Regions from separate parts of the Arachis hypogaea genome. Here region 2 is linked to region 1. A link is a contact called in public Hi-C data. All regions are on one chromosome and are shown on one strand. The core of a region is the stretch at or near the end of the contact, and the rest is flanking DNA. Distances in the headings are between cores, read along the strand shown.

What was found. Hi-C and Micro-C count contacts between places; a contact is called where the count stands out from the background.
Region 2: a Hi-C map of leaf shows a contact between it and region 1, with 4 times the contacts expected there. The contact joins the promoter of LOC112796880 here to the promoter of LOC112796878 in region 1. A contact is called at or near these places in 3 of 8 Hi-C or Micro-C datasets (leaf and an unstated tissue).

The regions. Positions count from the first base shown.
Region 1 is chr4:80,241,219-80,247,324 of arahy.Tifrunner.gnm2.J5K5, reverse strand. It overlaps LOC112796878, which reads left to right and starts at 3,109. Exons shown (of 7, transcript XM_025839537.3): 1 at 3,109-3,551; 2 at 3,923-4,172; 3 at 4,690-4,887; 4 at 4,977-5,634; 5 at 5,733-5,821; 6 at 5,900-5,959. The coding sequence starts at 3,372.
Region 2 is chr4:80,498,282-80,504,387 of arahy.Tifrunner.gnm2.J5K5, reverse strand. It overlaps LOC112796880 (L-type lectin-domain containing receptor kinase VIII.2), which reads right to left and starts at 3,199. Exons shown (of 1, transcript XM_025839540.3): 1 at 1,480-3,199. The coding sequence starts at 2,820. The coding sequence ends at 1,765.

The sequences.
Region 1 (6,106 bases), core at 1,860-4,359:
AACCCTACATACAGCTTGCCATGGAAGAAGCCTTGCGTGCATGAAGAAGAAGACAGTAGGAAAGCAGAGATTCAGAAGATAGAGCATCTCCAAAACCTCAACCTATTCTCCATTACTGCAAAACAAGTACTTATTTCATGTTCTTTTACTTTTTACAATCAACCCTGATAATTATTGATATCCTGACTAAGAGTTACAAGGTAACCATAGCTTGCTTCAAGCCGACAATCTCCGTGGGATCGACCCTTACTCACGTAAGGTATTACTTGGACGACCCAGTGCACTTGCTGGTTAGTTGTGCGGAATTGCAAAAGTGTGATTGCAATTTCGTGCACCATAAGGTCGAGCCAATGATATTCTCCACTCATTTTTTGATGGTTCATTTAAAAAATTTGGTTAAATTCCTCTAATCTCGACACTTCATAATGAATCATTTGTGCTTCGGGGTCGAAGGATAGTCAAGAAGCTAATTCTTGTGCCAGTCCAAATTAGCGTGACAGATATTAATGAGAGTAAGTAATTAATTTCTTTTTCAAGGCCATTGTCGATTCATGTGGAAGTCCTACTTGGAGGATTTGAGGAGTTAATGTTCGAGACCACAAATCATCAACAATAAATTAGTTTTCTGGTTTGGAGTTGGTAAAAGAATGAAGATACTCGACTGAACTACAGCGATAGGCGAAAGGATGGGGATAGTAAGAAGTGTTATCATCAGTCTTGATATCGAGAAGTAGGGCAACAAAATGACAAAAGGCATCAATAACAGACAAGGCAAACACTTCCATTAGAGTGGAACCCATAATCCCATATGAAAAATGAAAGTTGTCAGTGGACAGGACACAAAAAGTACAAACTAGCTCCTAGAAGGAGTGTAGTATATGTCAAATCATAAGTAGCGAATTAATCCTATCAACTTCTAAATAGATTTATAGGAAGGAGCTAATCTCGACATCAAGTCAAAAGAAGGGAACTAGACTCTTTAGGAGGGGCAGTTCTGAAAACTCGACCTGCGAAATAAGAAGACTTAATATTTTTACAGAAAATTAAAGGAAGATGTTCAGGTGGAGTTGGAAAGAAAGAAGAAATGGGTAAAATTTTTTATTGAGTAGAAAGTGATCCTAAAAACGAGTACAAGAGGCCAGTAACCTTGAAATGAAGGAATACTTAGCTTCTCCAGAGATTTGTGGTTTCAACATTCAAATTGGGGGCTCTCAAGCTTCCATCGTCGTTATAAAATTGTGCCATGGTTATAAATCGTCATTATAAATCGTCGTTATAAATTGAGGAAGCTATTGAGTAGTAGTTGCCGCACGTGGTGCAGAGACCGCTGCAGTAGCAGCAACGACCGGAAGGGAAGAAGATACAGAAGCCATGGTTTCAGGAGCAATTGAGGAAGTAATCGTGGTAATGGTGACAATGGTTGCAAAAGTAGAAGATGCAACAATAACAGAAAGTGAGGTGTTTTGTTGAGAATTCATTTGAAAATGGTAGAGAGAATAATGAACAAAAGGGATTTTCGTTTCAAGTGATGAAAATGATGAAGGATGAATGGGAAAACAATGAAGTAATAATACCGTTAAGAGGATTTGAAATAAAAAAATGATGAAAGGTCCATTAAAGTCCATAGAGAACGTTACGTATTCTTAGAAAAACGCGTGTGACATTTTAGAAACTATATAACTGTCTTTTTAAATTCTGAATTTTAAGTCTGGCACATGATTAGCCTGTGATTGAGTAAAACTTATCATTTCACTTCTTAAAAGACAAGTTTTAAGGGACAATTTGTTAGTACAAAAAATTTGACATAATTACGTTGACCATGGTGAAGCAAAATATCCACTACAGCATGCAGGATATTTGTTGAGTTGAGAAAGACTTAGGTAAAAAATTTGTTGAGGACACATAGGTTAATTGAATGTCACATGGTAAATAAGAAGACGTGGGGCTATTACTTGGAAATTAAGGTCCGTGGAGGTCAAGATGAGATTGTGGGTAAGAATAAACTGAATCTAGATCGTGGAAGAGAAAAAAGAGAGGAGACTGGACCGTGGGCATCAACAAACCAATATGGTAGTCTATAAATAGGAGAAGCTCAGAAGAAATTATGGACTTCAATTTGAAACACTTCATAATTACACTAAAGCTTTGTGAATTCCAAGTCACACTGACATCAAAGGAACCATAGAGTATAAGTGCATGAGAGCATCTCGAGTCAGTTTTCAATTCGTTTTCTTTTCTTCAAGTATTTCGCTTTTTTTTAGTGCCAAATTTACTTTCTTATCTATTTAAAGCTTCATTTATTTTGTATTTCCATTTATTGTTGTTATTTACATTATCTGATCCAAGTTATATCCAATATTTCATACACAAGTAATCATCCGACACATACACTTAGTAAATCTCGGTCGAGTTCCCTTTTTTAAGAAGAGTCGTATTTGCTCTACGAATTGAGTTTTTGATACAAACTTGATTCAACACTCTATCGAGATTACCAAAAATCAAGCGAAACACTCTCTAAATATATCACTGTAAGATAAATTAGTCTTACTTTAAGATGACAAAAAGATCCATTTATCTGACAAGAATAATTCTTGAAGACTTATAGGAAATAAAAATTGATTTGAGACCAAAACATTCAATTTAAAATTCTTAGATTTTTATTTTATATTCTTCTGATATTATATTTTTTTGTTGTCCACGGTATCTCTTAACCCGACAAGCGAAAGATAATCAATCGTGAATCTGAGTTCCATTTAAGGGTTTACTGTTGGCTAATGAGTTGCTGCATGCACAATGCAGGATTCAAACCCCCTACACTTACTTAAACGGACAAGTGAATTAGCCACTCGACTATTAAATTGTTGTTGACTGTTAAGTGAGGATGATTGGTTTCTTTTCCCTGTAATATCGTTTAGTTGTTTTTTTTTTTTATTTGGGCTCTAGCGTTGTTTTTCCAAACGAAATGGAAATAGGAAACAAGAATAGTTCCCTGTTGGGCTCTTCATGAGTCCATACTCAATAGTCATGACTCGTGAGTCTTATGACCAGAGAACAAATCGGTTGAGTTTGATGGTCATTAAAAAAAAAGGGAAAGATCGAGTTTTCACTGACTCGCACATATTTTATTTTGCCGTTTACCGCCAAAACAAAGCCAACAAAACACTATTTCACCAAAAAGAATTATATTGTGTTCAAAAACAGTCTCCCGCGTCCTTTGTTATACACTTTCGCTCCATTTTTCAACACACTCTCAATGCTTAATTTATAGCTTTCTTTCTTTCTCTCACCATCCCTCTGATCTGAGTGAGACTTTCATTTTCATCTTCCTCTTCATTTCACTTCTGTGAGCTTTGAAGAGAAGAAAGAAAACGATGGCGGGGAAGCCATCCACCAAAGGCAGAAAGGTAGAGACGCTGGGGAAAGGGAAGGTCACACCAACGCAGATCGCGTTCATCGTCGATAGGTACCTTTGCGACAACAACTTCTCGTCCACGCGTTCCGTCTTCCGAACTGAAGCTTCCTCTCTCATCGCCAAGTCACCCATTAATGAGGTATATATTTATATACAACACCTTTTGGTTTTTTCCCCTAAATTGCTATGCTGATTTGTTCATTTGTGCTTTTTATTTGCAGATCCCTTTTGTTTTTCTTTCATTTAATGCGGATTTGAGCATTTAGGGTTTAGTTTTGTTTGGTCACATAGTTGGAATTCTATCACACATGTTTAAGGCCTTATTTTATTTTACCCCCAATTTCTTAGCGGATATGTGCACCTGGGTCTTCATTTTGGATCATAAGTTCGGTTCTTTATGACATGTTTAGAATATGTCACTCAAAATTGGTATATTGTTTATTTTTATCATGAAGTACAAAACCCTAGTTCATGTTAATAGTGAACTTGATTTTTTTTTTTTTATTTCAGGCACCGAAGACTTTGTTGACTTTAGGGGAGATGCTGGATGAGTACATAAGCTTGAAGGAGCAGAAGGTCATGTTGGAGCAGGAAAGGGTTCTCATGGAGCAAGAGAAAAACCGGGTTCAGATGCTGTTGCACGGTATGCAGAATGTCATGAACGCTTTCAATGCCAGTGGAAACCTCTCAGCTCTTCCGGCGAAATCTGCAGTTGCTCTTGCTCCTCCTCAACCAACTTATATTAACAAACCTCAGCCAGGTTCCTTCCTTTGTTCCCATCTAACTTGAATTTTGTTAGTAGTTCATACTTCATACGTATGCAGGTTTTTTGTGTGCATCTATTTCTTCTATTGAGAATGTACTTTTTGTGATTAGCCAATGCTCAAATTTGGTATTCCATGGAAGATCATGTTTTAATTAATGTGAATTATGGCATGTAATGTACTAAATAAGAGAAAATAAAGACGACCGATATGTTTGTAAAGGGTATATTACATGCCATTTTGTTTTAATTTTTTTCCTTCCAAATTTTGGTTCTGAAGAATAATGGAGTGGAGACTTGACTGTGGATATAAGCTTATCTTGGTTATGCTGTGATAAGAAAATCATGCTAATTTGCAGTTGCTTCGGTGCAACAGATATCTGATAAGTGGATTATAGAATGTAATTTGATTTCGTTTTTCACTGAAAATTGTTTTAATCTGCAGATGTTAGCTTCTTTCAATTCAATTGTTTACTGACCTTACATGATGACGATCTTCATGTTGTTTACTTAGGTGTACCTTCTTCTGTGCAAATCAAATCGCATATACACTCACTGCCTCTGTCTAGCAATACAAATTCAGAGGGTGGAAACTTCTCAACATCTGCGATGAATGTATCCGACAGAAAGAGAAAGGATACTAAAACAGATGCACCTTTAGCTGCGAAAAAGTCTCGTGGTAGATCAACCAACAAGAAAGTTTCTGTCCAAGGTATAGCTAATTAGCTATCTCCGAAAGGGTCTAAAGTATATGCCAATCTTGCGAAACATGACATTTATTTGCTTTATTGCCATTTTCAGGTCCAAATGTGCCACCGCAGCCTGATAATACCATTGATTCTCAAGTAGTAGGTCCACCAACTTCTTCAATTCGTTCTTCACCAGAGAACTGTGTGCCGAGTGGATCACAGGCTCAAGGATCCAATATTGCTAAATGCTTATTCGACCAATCTTCCCTCCCTCCAACTAGTAATTCACAACCACCAAAGACACCTACTAGAAGAATAACTTCATCCCAAAGTGGTACAAATATCTCACCTCCTGAGATTTCTTCAGTCTCGGGTTGCAATCAAGAGGCTACTCCTACGCGCTGCACTGTGATTTCAACCAAGAGAGTTATGGTTAGCCCTGCGAAACAGATGGCATACATAGAGATGAGCCATTGCATTTCACCTCTGAAGACAGGTTCTGACAAATTAGGAAAGAGAGATCATGTGAGAAGCAGGTTGGACTTTGGTTCTGATATGCCAGAGGGCTTGGACAAACAATTGTCGAACGAGGTTTCTACGTCTGAGTCTGAGAAGGAACTGGACATGTTTGACATTGAGTTCCCAAATTTCGATGCTTTAGGAATTGACTTCTCCTTCAGTGAAATGTTAAATGATCTAGAAATACCTTGTGATGGCATTGACTTCAGTTGCCAACCAACATCAAGCCCTTCCATTGAAAATGCTTCAGGGTATTCTTTCTTTTGATGCTATAATAACTATTAAGTTCCTCTGTAATAATAATAATATATCTAACTTTTCATCTCATATTATTTCCATTGTCAAGCAGCTCACCTCAAGAATGCAATGACACTAATGCTTTAAATGAATTAACAACTGTTTCTGAAGTCCTATGTGAGAAAGATCTGAGAATATTAGGTAATGGAGCTCATTTTTTTCGATCTTATTTTATATTTTTTAGCGAAACACAATTTACTGATCTTTCATTTTTAACAGGTCCAGATTGTATGACAGCAGTGAAATCTGTCACAAAAAGCATAACAGTTGTCAGCCCTGGTAAAATTCATGCTTCTATTGTTCTCATTCTCAATTTTATTTTAAACCCCAGTAATTTATTTTTCTAAACTAATACTGCATTTGTTTCGAAATAAATGTTTGAAAACAAATTATTCCTGGACACATTGATTTTTTTTAAATTATGAA
Region 2 (6,106 bases), core at 1,950-4,449, 260 kb before region 1:
TAGTACTATTATTTCATTATGAAGGCATGGTTTGTTAGACAGTTGAATGTTTATGTAAACTAATAACCAATTTGGTTCAATCCGTAATTTGCTGTCAATGAATAAATTCTCTGTAAAAGCAATGAATAGATGAGCTAAAAATGGCATATGAAGTCATCAAAATCGCTTAGCCACCACCTTCTCTACGAGCATAGCCAGCAATGCCACATGGTTAACATATTAATTGATAAAGGCAGGACATATAGTACACACTTATGAATTATGATAAAGCCACAACTTGGTAAGAAAATACCAAACCCATGTGATGATGTGCTACGACCGAAGCTGACCGAGGAACAAGAAACTAACTTCAAAACTCAAGTCAAAACATAAATAAACTATGCAAGTGTGCTTACTACTTATTATCAAAGATAGGCCGTTAAATTGTTGTCACTTCACCTCTCCTAACACTTTCTTGTTTTTTTTTTTTTTTTTTTATAAATAATTATCATTCCTATTTCCTACTACTCAACTTGAAAGCACTGGAAAGTGGTATTGCTTACTATTTAACTAATCCAAGTTTGTCCTAGATGCAGCCATTTGAACTATTTCAGTACCCATAATTTAAACTGTGTAAGGTTCAGGACAAGGTTAGGTTACTGTGTTCTGTAATTAGTCAATATGATAAAAACATGCCAAAAGGAAGCAGCCAACTAAAAATATTCCTACAATTGCATTCAAATAAAAAACTATAGTAAGTAACCAAACCAGATAATATAAAACTAACTATCGATTCTAGTACTTAACCCCCACCTTGAGGGAAACAAGTTTACTTGCTTTTGGAAGATATAAAACTTATATCCAAAAAAGGTTTATCACAAGCAGTCAAGCAGATTCAAATTCTCTTCCGCAAGCAAGTATACAGAGTAAATGGTTTGCAGGAAGCTTTAAAGGAATTTACTAAAACAAAAAGACAAGCAACTAAAATGTTTGATTTTTCATGCGGTCTCATAAACCAAAAAAAAACTTAATTTCAAGTGTGCTAGATGTTAGCAATAGGCACTATGAAGTGCACAAACAAATCGAAATTCTCGTACTCTCAGAAGATAGTTGCATTACTAAGATTGGTGAAGGAAAGAGTACAGAAAGGCTACGTTATTTCAGAAACCAGAAATCAAGTTACAGACAAGACTATCTAAATATGAATATCTCAAGTTTTCGGGGGCGAAGATAAAAAATACAATTTCAGATCAGACCATGCTTAACATCAATACTCCATTCAAAGTTGCACCTTTTTATGGCAACCAATGCTTGAGTTAATTTACTCTGTGTTAGTAAATGGAAAACAACATAACATCAACATAAAGGATTCAACAAATCAAAGGAGATAGTGTTGTGTAGAAGCCACTCATCCATGTATCATAATTTTATTATATTTGCATCCCTAAGCAAATAAATATAAATCCACATTGGTACTAATGTACTATGGGCCAATCAACATTGAATAAGTAGATTGATTGTGGTTATTAGTGATAACCATATATATAATAAATCTCTATCAGCAACATTACACAATATATTGATAAACAAAAAAGGGGTAAGCTATGTAATATTGGATGCAGAGTTGGATCTGGATCTCAATTATCTTAACAAAAGACAATAACGTAGGAAAAAGTAAACTAACCAGTTCTTTACCAGAAGATTACAACAAAACAAAACCTGAATACAAGCAACATTGATTTACAACACAACTGTGAATGGCACAATTAGCTCCCTCCAGCAGATCTACTCCTTAGCACCTTTGATGGGTTTATCTACAACAACGTCGACTTTCTTGTACTCGAAATCCATTGGCTGCATAACATACTCCTCCGGCATCACCGGACGTCTATTGCCGAAGATGGTCCACACATAAAGCACAACAAATGCTGTCAAAGCTCCACATCCGGCACCGAATATCATAGCAGCAAGAATTCTCAAAAGGCAGTCACTCTTTGGTTTCACCACTGGAGCCTCAGTTTCCTTGGTAGCAAGGACCTTCGGATCAACCGGCTCGGAGTGCATCCAATGCGGGAAAATCCTCAAAACAAAGCTCCACGAATAGAGAAAGCATGCTTGAGAGCTATTAATATTATCATGCTTTTTCACTGGACTAAATCCCACAAACATTTCTTTGGACTCCCAAACACTTGGGAAATCAATTGAATGCCATATAATTGGATCATATGGCCTTGAATGACCAAATTGATTCAATCTAACTTCTAATCTCCTAGAACTTGCAACATAATCAATCCAAGCATGCATTTTTTCACCACTTCTTACAACAGAAGAAACATTGCTTTTTTTAGCAGGAACTGAATCACCAACCTTAATGGCCACATTAAAACTAGCAGAACCCCTATTTGCAATACTAAACTCAATACCAACAACATCAAATCCGCTTTTTCCTTTCAATCCAAGAGAGAACCCTGATGAGTTATTACCAAAAAACTCACCTTCAGAACCACTTGGAACCATAACAAAAGCCAAGCCATCCCCACCCTCATTGAAGGAAATTGAAAAAGCAAAGTAGGTTGAAAATGAGACCAAACCCTTTGATGCAGCATCAACAAGCTTGATGGGGTTCTTTCTCATCACTTTGCCAGACCCAGAGAGCATAACCTCAGACTCGCCATTGACAACCCTTGCATTACCATAAAGTGCTACACTTTGCTTGAAAATTGGATCTTTTCCCAAGTCTGTGAACGAAAAAGATGGAACTGGGTTCAAAGCTTGGATTTTGAGGAACAAGTTGAGGAATGTGAAGGCAATGATGCAGTGAGAAGTGGAAAATGAGGCCATAATTGAAATGGGTTTGAGCTGAATCTTGCAGTGTGTGGCTCTCTAGTGTTGGTGAGTTAATCCCATTTGCATAAAAAAAAGGTGAATTTTTCTTTTCCTTTTCAGTTTCTACTTTCTAGGGTTTGTGGAGTGAAGAAGAGAAGAGAAAGTAAAGAATATTATTGGGAGAAGTTCAAGTTGTGGGGTTTGGAGGTTGTGAAAGTTAAATAAAAGGTTTTTAACTGAAATAGTAAATCAATTTGCGTTAACCAATTTGGTTCATCAAGTGTTATCTCACTTATCTATTTAAATAAATAATAAGACATGTAGTAATTTATTAATTAATAATAAAATTTTAGATAGAGCTATGATTTACGATAAATTAATCTTTAATAATACCGTGAACAAACAAGAAAATTTTTAAACTGCTTTTTTCTGCAACTTCGTGCTTCACCACACTTTCCCTTTGTGGTTGCTGAACAGTGGAATATAATAAAGATTTTTATTTTATTATTATCATATATCTTTTGTTTTCTTCTTTGCAATTTGTTGCCTTTTCCACCCTTTCCTTGTCAATGTTCACTACACCCTACAATTATTCATAAGCAGTTACTTTTACTTATAATGTTAAGAAATTATGTATTCTATACAATCAAGAATAAATAACTAACAAAATGCTACATAGAGATATCTATTTCTATTTCTAATATATACAATGAGAATATAAGAAAAAGTTTAGTGCATGAATTTTTCCTAAAATATTATATATAATTTATAAAAATTATTATTGGAAAGACATGAAAATAAAATATTTTAATTAGAACTTGACAAATTATTATTATTATTATTATTATTATTAAATCACTAGTGCATTATATTTCCATGTAACAAATTTAAAATGCATACCCAATATTGTTAGTGAAAGTCAGTTATACACATAATTTAAAAAAAAATAATTAAACATGCTCTATCATTAAATATTTTATTGTAACATATAATTTTTCCTTCTTTTTAATGAGACCTGAAGTTAGAATTGATTTGGTTAAATGTTTTGAAGAAGTATGCGTAGTTTTCAAAAATATAATCAATTTATTTTGTATTTGAAAAATTAAAAAAAATGTGCTTTTATTTGAAGTTTTTAAAATTTAAAAGTACTTTTTGAAATATTTAAAAATGTCTTTTTTAAAGTTAGTTTGTATTTATCAAAATAAAAAGTTTTAATATAATCTCATGTATAATGTATTAATAAATATCTAAATTTATCCTTATATTTATATCAATTATGGTCTTTTTATTTATAATTTAAAAATTATTTTCTCAAACATAATCGTTTTTTATATATTTATAGCAAGTCATTTTTGTTTGATTTACAAAACATAAATATTAAAATTTATAAAAAAAATTATATTTCAAAAACTAGTTTTGATGGACTACTTTCAAAAAATAAAAACTTTACTAAATCGATTGTTTATTTATATTAAGCTAAAGCTTCAATTTAGTTGGAGTAATATAATTATTACATTTTTTATTTAATCATGATTTATTTCTTTGTCTAAATTTCTAGACCAATTTGGTTGAAGCTTTTTTTATTTAAATAAAAAATTATTTATTAACTTCGATAAAGTAGAAAACATTTTCAGTTTTATATATGTATTATATTGTGAGGGTATTTGGGCTAGTATGCAAAATGCACTAAAACAAATTACTCCAATTTTGTAATAAAAATTGCAAAATAGGCTCAATTCAAAATCGATAATATTTCGCTAACAAGTCAGCAAAATACATTAGAAATTGAGTATATCCTACTTTGTAACTAAGATAGCGAAATACGTGTAGTCTATCATTACTTCGCAACCTTAAGTATTAGTTATGGAAAAAAAAGACATCCTTATAAATATCAGATCTCCAAACACTATAATGTAATCATATTTCGTTTCTCACACACTCAAATTGCTAGCAAACGTCTGTTGTTTATTCGAATGCAACTATCAGATACAACTGTAGTTGTGTATTTTTTGAATGCAATGATCCTCTTATAATGCATATTTAGTAGTTGCAATCTTTGAGCGAGCTTATAAATTTTATTCTAGTGAACATGAGCTTATGAATTAAGCACATCAGAAAGGTGGAATATCAATTTTTTTTCATTTGATGTTATTCAAAGTGTTAGATATCAAGTGTTCTAGTTAAAGCACTTTCATACTATATTCGATTATCATAGAAAAATTGTAGCTCAACAAATAAGAAACTTTATATTGAGTTGTACATTTTATTAGTAGTTCTTTATTTTTTTAGTTCTACTGAATCATCATGTGACATGTCATAATCTATCTGATGAAATAAGTGATTTGACTTATAATTATATTTCAAAGATTAATATGATTTACAAATTTTTTTAGAATCAAATTTAAGAACGAATTAGTTATATCTTTGAGGAACAAATTTGAGTATTAATTAACATTTCTAAATAACCATCTAAATGTTATCCCAAAAAGAAAAAAAATGATGATAATCACGAATTGACCACTTATAGAAATGACACATTTTGTCAAATTGAGTTCATTTTTAAAAACAACTAGCTCCTTGATATCTTGGAAACGAATCTTTTATTAGGGGCAAAAATAATAGTTTCCTACTTAAGGGGGAAAAAAAAAGATGTACAGCAAGGACCAAGGACACATAACGTCTTATAGTTCTTGTACAATAAATTTGCGATATTCAACGTTTTTGTTCTCTTTATTCTGTTTGTAGTATGCGCTAATGTTTAATTAATCAAGTATTATGTTTGATGGTATTTCAGTTTTCTGAGACTATAAACACATGGGAATGGTGCTTTGGGTGAATTGATGATGTTTTCAGACTAGTGGTTTTAAATAGTTTCACATGATATATGTGAGGATGTATGTTATGTATGGTATCTTTTCAGCATTTAAAATGAGTACTGAATCGAATGAAACTTCTCTTTCATATTTAAGTTTGTATAGGAAAATATTATATTAAGAAAAAAAATAGGCTATTATTGTACATTTAAAACAAATTTATTAAAATATAAACTTCATATCTTAAGAATGTTTAGTTATTTAAGCTTTCAAGGTTAGAAAAATTACTTTTTAACGATTATTTATTTTATTTTTAGTAATAATAAAAGCAATTGCAAATATATTTATTAACATTAGACATTAACCATTTTATACTTTTTTAGCGACAATTATATAATTATCGATAAAGAATTTTTTAATAAATGCAAAAAATATACACTACAAATATATAATTGCTATAAAAACATAAGTTAGATAAAACATATAGA